Linked DNA regions of Larimichthys crocea: region 2 is linked to region 1. Evidence: chromatin contacts called from public Hi-C data. All regions are on one chromosome and are shown on one strand. The core of a region is the stretch at or near the end of the contact, and the rest is flanking DNA. Distances in the headings are between cores, read along the strand shown.

Region 1 (4,270 bases), core at 242-2,741:
GGTCAAGTTGTTGTTGTTTCTCCTCTTTGGGCTCGCTGTGGCTCGAAAGCTCACTTCCACTGTGCTCTTTGGTCGCTTTTTCTGGACACTCCGATACTCCACACGCGTATTCACCGGCGAGCGGACCTCGAGCCTCTGCCTCCAACGTGTCACACTCCGCAGCTTTCGGTGGCAAAACCTCCGGCTTTGTCCCGTACTGCCGACTGCTTGGGTGAATTCCGGCAAACGAAACGTGGTTGGAGATGGGGTCCATCCAGGATCGGACGCCTACATATCTGCCGTCCGAAGCGGGGAGATGGGACTGGTGGTGGTGGTGGTGGTGGTGCACGTATGGATGATAAATCCCCTGCGGGTGAACCGAAGACCAAGAAGACGAGAAAACGGCGGCGGACTTTGGCGCAAAATTGCAAGAGGAGAAGTCTGCGCTGTCCCCAGCACCTGACGGCCTCGGGGTCACCATGTGTGGAGCCTGAATAAAACGAGCACCGTACACATCCTCCGGCTCCTGCCCCATTATAGCGTCCACATAGCAGTTACTGAGAGTGCCACTGGAAGACATTTTTGATCTCTTCCTACTCATATAATAAGGGTTGCACTGTTACGGGAAGCTTCCCTCTATGAACAATCATAGTATTTTTGCTGGCCTGCATCTACAGGGATTGGTTACATGGATCACGTGGTCATATTTACCAATACAGCGAGTAAATCAATCCTGCCCTTGCTCTCTCTCTCTCTCTCTTTCTTTTTTTTTCTTCTCGTCAAGTTTAATTCAGCTTTTCATTTCGCAAATAATAAAAAGCCCCGTCAGATGTGACTGCAGGGAGAAAACAGTCGCTCAAATGTTTATTTCTATTCTGGGTTTCTCATGTGCGGCTGTTCTGCAGGACGTTACAACAATACAGCAAATGAAGGAATAAGACACTTTTCCACACACACACACACACACAGAGGATTCAGTGCATCTTAACGTTTGAGAAAACTCCTATAATATCGTCCTGATACCCCTCAATGCTAGTAAAATGGTTTATAGACTTACGGAGTCCTCGTAAAATAGATGTAATAACATGTTGTAAAATAACAGACGCCATTTCCGTTCAACAATGCGGCGAATCCATTGTTAATATTCGGCGAGGAAACATATTTTCTAAGGGTTGGTTTGAATTTTTTAAAAGCTTTAAAGCCGGAAACGGCAGTTGTGTGAAATTATTGTATTCATTCAAAGGAGGGTAATAATGTCTTTATGTATCAATAAATGTTTTATGAGGTGCGTGTGATTATACATGCCGTCAATAAAAAAAAAGAAAAAAAAAGAGAGAGAGAGACTTTGGAGAGGCAAAAAATCCATCCTGGTGCTGCTGTAATTTAAATCCAATACAGATTTTTAATTGTCCTAAACGTGATCTTTGATTTTATTTTGAAGGAGAGCGTGTTGACCTTCAAGTCTAGAGAATAAAAGACACATTTTTGCAGACAGAGGGAAAGATAGTGAGAGAGATGGGTTCAGGTCCAATCTTGTTGCAAAGCTGCACATCACACTGACGTTTTTAATCCTAATCACAAAATATGAAGTTATTTTTGAAGTGTGTGTGTGTGTGTGTGTGTGTGTGTGTGGGGAGAGAAATGCAACGTGGCCTGTGTCGCTCGGGAAGGAAGGAAGAAGATCTGAATGTTGGCTGTGAATTTGTTCTTGAACATAACTTACACCCCCGCCGTCTCATAGACTCTTAGTTTAGTCACAAACAGGCCTGAAATTTTAAAAAAAAAGCAACACCATGTTTATTTGATTACAACAACTCACGCCTCTCTGCTGCACACACACACACACACACACACACACACACACTCACATACACACACACACACACACATAAAATGATACACAAAGAAGAGGCTGGAATATTTCTTTTTTTTTATATTTGGACACGTGCGTAAAGTCTTTTTGGTGTATTATTTTCACAACTATCAGAGCGTGTGTGTGATTTTGTCTCCGTGGATGTGGCTCTTTAAAAGCTGCGTAATAACAGGTTAACAGGCCTGTTATACGATTCAAAACCGCACACATTCAATCTGCTGGGAGCCCACAAACAAATCGAGAATTTAGGCCTCTTTCCTCAGATGAATAAACATTTAGCAAAACGACAAACACATGTCCTAAACATCTTTGGTGTGGCGTTTTCTTTACTTGCACTTATTTCCCCTCCTCGTAACCATTTTACGCACAATTGCGCACTTGCGTCAATCTCAGACAACGCCGCACATTTGGAGTTATTTTTGCACGACACACAACAACAAATACAAAAACGAGATTATTTGACAATTTATTGCAAGATAACATGCCACAAACATGCAATAAATTCACAGATTAACATCGTTTCCCGTCACTTTAGAGGCTCATAGAAACATTTCACTACTGGGCAAATGGCTTGCACTTACTTGTAAAAACAAATGTTGCACTATACACGACAATAAATGTGCTTTCATGACTGAAATAGAGTAACTCTTTCCGAGAAAAGAAAGAAAACAACAGCTCGCCATCGTGACACAATAGAATTAATCCATGTCTACTGGCAGAAGGAAGAAATCGACTTCTCCAATAATTTAAGACCAAAAAAAGTGTTACCCTGTGATGAAATAAAAACAAATACACGACGCCACACAAAGTACTAAAATTGGCATATATATAGTCACAGTTTCGTTGAAATTGAAGATAAACGTCCAATGCCACTAAAGCATCAAACTGAATATGAGAGAGAGAGAGAGAGAGAGAGAGAGAGAGAGAGAGAGGACAGCTAACCACAGATTGCATGCAAGCTCACGAAAAGGTGAGATTTGAGGTCAGTTCACGGATGCGGTTTTCCCTGCTCATTTTCTTCAGTTTCATCCTGCGGTTCTGAAACCAGATCTTGACCTGCCTGTCGGTCAGGTTGACGCTCCTGCTGATCTCTAGGCGGCGCTCTCGGGTCAGATACATATTGAACAGAAACTCCTTTTCCAACTCCAAGGTCTGGTGCTTTGTGTAGGGACATCTTTTCTTTCTCCCACTTTTTGCAGTTAACCAGTTGCTCGTTGGAGGATCACTCTTGCAGTCTGGGAAAAGATTCAGATCAGATGATTTTTATTTTATTATTATTATTAATGCAGCAGCAGCAGCAGCAGGAGAGAGAAAAATATATATCTCACCTGCTGCTTTTTGGATTTCACCTCTGGGAAATAACACACAATATAAATGTTTTCCCAGAATAAATAAAACGCAGGGGGTGTTATTAGTCACGTACCTGCCACCACTAATGAAATAGAAATGAAATGAAACCCCAGCAGATCAAAGCGCATCTTTATGCAGCTTGAAACATTATGCCCCTCAATTAATTTCACAAGATCTTAAAAATGGATTAACATGCAACAACGACACTGATTCAAATGTTAAAATTATGAACTTTTAATTGAATTTCAAACACAGTAAATTATATTATTATAGTCAAAGAGACGGAATAATCTAGCCAACATTACACACCTGCAGATGCACCAATTTTTAAAAGATCCTGCAAGGATTCAATTTTGCATTTGTGCAACAAATATTAAAAATAAGTTAAATTCTTAGTCCCTAAATTAAAAAATAAAAAAGTGCATTCTGTCTAAAAAATAAAGCAGCAGACTGAAAGTGTGTTTTTTTATGATTTGAATTTAAATATCTGAGGACACAGAGGGACACACAGTCTGCATGCTGCATGGTAAAACCATTCTCTGTTGCCTATTACTGCAACCTGAGAAAGACTCTCATTAAACATTACGACTTTAGGGTTGTTTGTGTTTTATACTTGGTTTTATGGTGCTGGAGCCTTCTCAGCACTGCAGCGCCACAAGATAAAAGCTTTCATTGTAGCCAACCCACCTTTCCCTTCCTTCTGGAGCAGCTCAGGACTGGACACAGACGCTTCCATGGAGCAGTTTTTCTCCAACGAGGTGGACTTTGGATCCGGGCTTTCTGCTACGGGCACCGGTGTTCTTGAGGTCTCCGGGTTTGGCGGGACGTCCTCACTTTTCTTTTCCACCTCTGCGAAATTAGAAGACGCCGAAGAAGACTGCGGTTTCGGAGTGACCCGGCTGAGTTGCATCAATGTTGGGTTTGGACTCGACGGCTCGTGGCAGTAGTTTTCCTGATGTTTTCCATTCGCATAAGTTTGGCTCAGTCTGAAATAGCCCGGAACCGGGATCTCGGGACCATCGACTGGACAAGACTCGGGAATAACGTTAGAATATGCAGGGACCTCTG
Region 2 (4,768 bases), core at 1,312-3,811, 130 kb before region 1:
AGATGAGACCACATCCACACTAACTTAAGTACATCTGAAAAATAATCTCTCCCTGCTTTGAACTGTTGTCCACACTGTGGCAGCATTTCAAAGAATGGACTCTGAAGTAAATGAAAGTTAGAGCCTTGCCAGCACTGCAGCCTTGTTAAAAAGATCCATTTCTGCCCCCTCTGACCTGAGCCATGTATCGCCTCATGTCATGTCTGAGTTATCGGACTACTGTCAATCTTTGTTAACTTAACTGAAAGGTTAACTTTGTTAAGTGGTATTTTTACGAACCGCTGTCAACACCGTTTTTCACTGACTGTACTGTCAAAAGAGTGCCGAGCTACAACACAAAATAAATGACCTGACCAAGCTGGGTAACCGGTTTTACCAAATGGTATTGGCAAAGCACCACATAGTTGTTTGCCAACCGATTAAAACAGAAACAACAGTTTTACTTTTTTCCAGTTGGTCTGGAAATTACCATTGACACATAAACATCACTATAATGTGGTTAACACTGGAGGCATTTTCTACTGGTACACAAAAACTACTCACCTCGGCCAAAGTTTCCACCACCTCCGTAATTGCTACCTCTTCCCATGAAGTTTCCAGATCCACCGCTTCTGCCTGATATGAATAAAAGTGTCATTTTAGAGATGTTTAAAAGCAGCAATGTACTGCAGTGTGTACACTAATCGGCCAACAATGTGTAACTTTATTCTCTATTTGATCATTTCTTACCCCTGTTAGTGGATATAGCGCTCATTTCCTGTTTGGAGAGCGCTTTCCTGACCTCACAATTGTGGAAGTTGATTGTGTGGAATTTCTGGGCTGTAAGCAAAACAGGAAAAAAAAGAGAAAAACAATACATTTATTCCACTGTTTGATGTTTACTCACAATTCTCCTGGTCAACCCTAAAAATAAGACTAAAACCTAAAACACATACCAACAATTTTGTCTACAGTATCATGGTCATCAAAAGACACAAAGCAGAATCCCCTCTTCTTCCCAGTGGAGCGTTCTTCCATGATGTCAATGCATTCAATCTTTCCATACTTCTCAAAATACTCCCGGATGTGGTACTCCTCCGTGTCCTCCTTGATGCCGCCGACAAAGATCTTCTTCACTGTCAGATGGGCGCCGGGTTTATTGGAGTCCTGGAAAGAAATAAAAAATATCAATGAGCACACACACAATAACACAATCTATCATCGAGCGTGGGATTTCCTTTACCTCTCTGGACACAGCCCTCTTGGGCTCGACGACTCGTCCGTCTACTTTGTGAGGCCTTGCTTTCATGGCCTCGTCGACTTCGTTTACAGCGGCGTACGTCACAAAGCCGAACCCTCTTGAACGCTTGGTGTTGGGGTCTCGCATCACCTGGAAAACAACAATAAAAAGATGACGAAGAGAGCATTTTAAAAACATTATCTGTTATCTGAGACCATTGTTGATTTGTCCTGTACACGTGACATCTATTGCACGTCTGTCCGTCCTGGGAGAGGGATCTGTGGCTCTTCCTGAGGTTTCTTCCACCTTTTACAGATTGTAAAGCCCTCCGAGGCAAATGTACTTTGTGACTTTTGGGCTATAAAAATAAAATCCGATTTGATTCATTCATCTTTTACGATAAGAACAATACGTACCACACAGTCTGTGAGACTTCCCCATTGTTCAAAATGTGCCCGTAAACTCTCCTCTGTGGTTTCGAAGCTCAGACCTCCAATAAACAGCTTCCTGAGCTGCTCGGGCTCTTTAGCATCATGGTCCTGTTGTAAAAAAAACAACATAACAACAAGTGAGTAAACATGCATTGCAGCTGTGGCTGATATACAGACACACTGCATGGTTACATAACATTACTGTAGTTTAAAAAAATGCTTGTGCACACAAATACCTGCAGCTACACCCTGATTATTGACAGTGTTATGACGACACACAGCTAACGGTACTACAATGTCATGCATATAACAAGACAGTCAATTTAAAACCATATAAAAAGGACAAACAAGATATTATCTGTATTATATATCAGAAAAAAGGCCTGTAATCCTCCATGCAGGATGAAACAGCCTTTAGCAGCTGGCGTTAGCTGCATGCAGTGATGCCGCAGGTTGAATATTGTAACATTTTATCAGCTATAGAGAGAAAGGCGGGTTACAAACACACAAAGCACACGGTTTCTTTAACATTTAACTCGTTGGCAGCCTCTCCAACATTAACACCACCTATGTTAGTTGTAGCTTTGACCGCCATTAGCCTAGCTGCACCGTTAGCCGCCGGGCTGAATAAAAGAAGCAAACACCGAGCAGCTGCTCAGCGAGGTTAAAGCCTGGATTTGGGTTTATTGCATTTGTACAGATAAGCTGTGTTTAATTTGTGAAGAGGGGAAAAAGACAAAACAAAAACCAAACTGCGAGCAGCTCACCTCCATTTTGCAGATGTGACTTGGAGCAGATCTGGGATCACGTGATGACGACATCGGTCCCGCTGTCAGTCCGTCCCGGGGACAGAAGCTTTAAAGGATCCATCCGTGAGACACCAAACACCGCTGTGCTCCATGCAAACACACCGACACTAATATGTGTGTGTGTGTGTGTGTGTGTGTGTGTGTGTGTGTTAAATTAATTATCTGACTTCAACTTTGTCCCTTTTTTTTAATTTGCCATCTGTGCAACGTAAACAAAAAGAAACTTTGCGCCATCCAGTGGTTAAAGAGGAAAACACTTAATCCTCATTCAGCTGCTGTGTTGTTTGAGCAGACCTCAGTCCACAATGACTGCAACATTATTTCTTTATTTAATGGGACCATGTACAGTGTTAAACATAAACATAAATGATTACATTTGATGTACTGCATTACCCTCAGAATCAGAATCAGAAATACTTTAATAATCCCAGGAGGAAATTATTTAATTACAGCTACTTTTCATCAGCAGTCCCTTCGGCAGACACAATTAAAACATATTACAGCACAATAACAAACACTACAAAGCAAAACAAAAACAAAAAAACACAGAGGACACAATACAAAATACAAAGTTACACACAATAGCACATAACATACACCCATAATGTCAGTGGCTACAGAGCCGAGTATCCTTTAGCAGACTTTTTCATTTGGTTTTAAATGTACTGATGGAGCTGCAGCTCTTTATATCGTCAGGTATATATCATCTTTTTATTTAAATATATTTTTATATGAGTACTTTCACAAACAAGACACACAAAAGGAACAGGCATACAAAATCAGAAACCCCTCATCAACTCCCACCCTCAACCCTTGTACAGTAAAAAAAAAATAAGATTGCATGAGTTCACCTTCGTTTACATCTGAAAAGCAAAATAAAATACAATCAAATGCTGTATAAGGTCCCAAATAGTCAAAATCATAGAAGTAGACAAAACAGTAAAGGGGAGCAGGTTATATACTGACATACTAGTGAAACCGATGTAGTGATGGTAGTAAGGACAAGAAAAACTTCTCTGGGTTCCTCCTCACACTGAATAAGATTTTTTAACATTTAATTTAAAAGACATCTACTGTAAGAGTTGTATAAAGGGCCAGGCCTTGTCCTGGTGGCCCAGGGTTTGAATCCAACCTGCATGTCATTCCAAATCTCTCTCTCTCTCTCTCTCCCTGCATTCCTATCACTCGTCAGCTGTCTCTATCAAATAAAGCTTGAAAATACTTGAAAAAATAGACAGGTGCTGTAGTGCTGTGAGTTTACAAGAAGAAAATAAATACAGTTGGGGAAAAACACCTTGAGGTACTATACCCCTGAAATACCCTATGACTCATGTCACTTTACTCCTACTATCAACATTTTAATTACTTTTGTATATCCTGTTTATATATTATGTCATACCTTTTTTTACAGTGACATTTCAATACTTGTTTATACATATGGAGCACTTGCACCCACCTTTCATGTTTCAGTCTTAGTATACTTTTTATTTTTCTATTTAAGTATATTTTGTACTATTATTTAGATCTTCTATATTTATTATAGAATATTATATAGTATTATATATTACTTTCTCATGTGTAGTGCTGTTGCTGAGCTGACCAGCTCCTCTTTTCCAACACACATATCACTGTACTGTTGACACTGTGTTAACCTGCACACGACAAATAAACCTGAAGCCTGAAACTTGACTGAAGCTTCAGTTATTGCTGTTAGTGTAACTTCAACATGATGGTCATTTTCTGAACTTCAGTTGTTCACATCATGTTCGTGTTGCTAAGCAACTGATCCTTTAGTCAAGTGGCGAATGTTCCTGTTTTGTAACCGTTTGTGGTTTTGTAATCGAAGAACGGAAGCAGAAGGATGTTTCCAATAAAGGTGCACAAAAAGGCCTAATTCACTCTAAATCATCTTTGTGCAGGTTACTGTCAAGATAAAAATTCAAATCTAAAAGTGAATATCGGCTATAAAACATTAATATTTGAGCCAGCCGGAGAGCCAGTGTGACGAAAGACTAAAAGTAACCCTTACAGTAAAAGACACAAACACATTGATGCATTTAAAATGATTTATTTGGATGTATCAGTTAATAGGATATGTGTCATGTAAAAGTGTCATGTCATACCAGCTAACAGCACGTATTTCCAGTCTGGGCAAGGCTATTTTCTTTGGTATATAGTCAGTTTAACCTGTTGGGGTGCGCCAGAGCATAAATCTGCAGTGTGTATGTACACTTTGGCCTCAAAGTTCTCATTAAGTTCACTGCAACCAGTGTCCCTGCACTAAAATAATACTTAGTTTGTGGTAATGT

Evidence for each region. A called contact is a pair of places that touch in the nucleus more often than the background predicts.
Region 2: a Hi-C map of muscle shows a contact between it and region 1, with 5 times the contacts expected there. The contact joins the promoter of hnrnpa3 here to the promoter of hoxd9a in region 1. A contact is called at or near these places in 2 of 7 Hi-C or Micro-C datasets (both in muscle).

What each region holds. Positions count from the first base shown.
Region 1 is chrXVIII:15,066,677-15,070,946 of L_crocea_2.0, reverse strand. It overlaps hoxd9a (homeobox D9a), which reads right to left and starts at 1,491. Exons shown (of 2, transcript XM_010737773.3): 1 at 1-1,491. The coding sequence starts at 580. The region is part of intron 2 of hoxd3a (homeobox D3a); the gene reads right to left. hoxd10a (homeobox D10a) reads right to left here. Exons shown (of 2, transcript XM_010737775.3): 1 at 3,890-4,270; 2 at 1,859-3,087. The coding sequence ends at 2,813.
Region 2 is chrXVIII:15,196,988-15,201,755 of L_crocea_2.0, reverse strand. It overlaps hnrnpa3 (heterogeneous nuclear ribonucleoprotein A3), which reads right to left and starts at 2,561. Exons shown (of 11, transcript XM_027290904.1): 1 at 2,418-2,561; 2 at 1,636-1,758; 3 at 1,223-1,369; 4 at 936-1,146; 5 at 730-819; 6 at 544-615. The coding sequence starts at 2,471.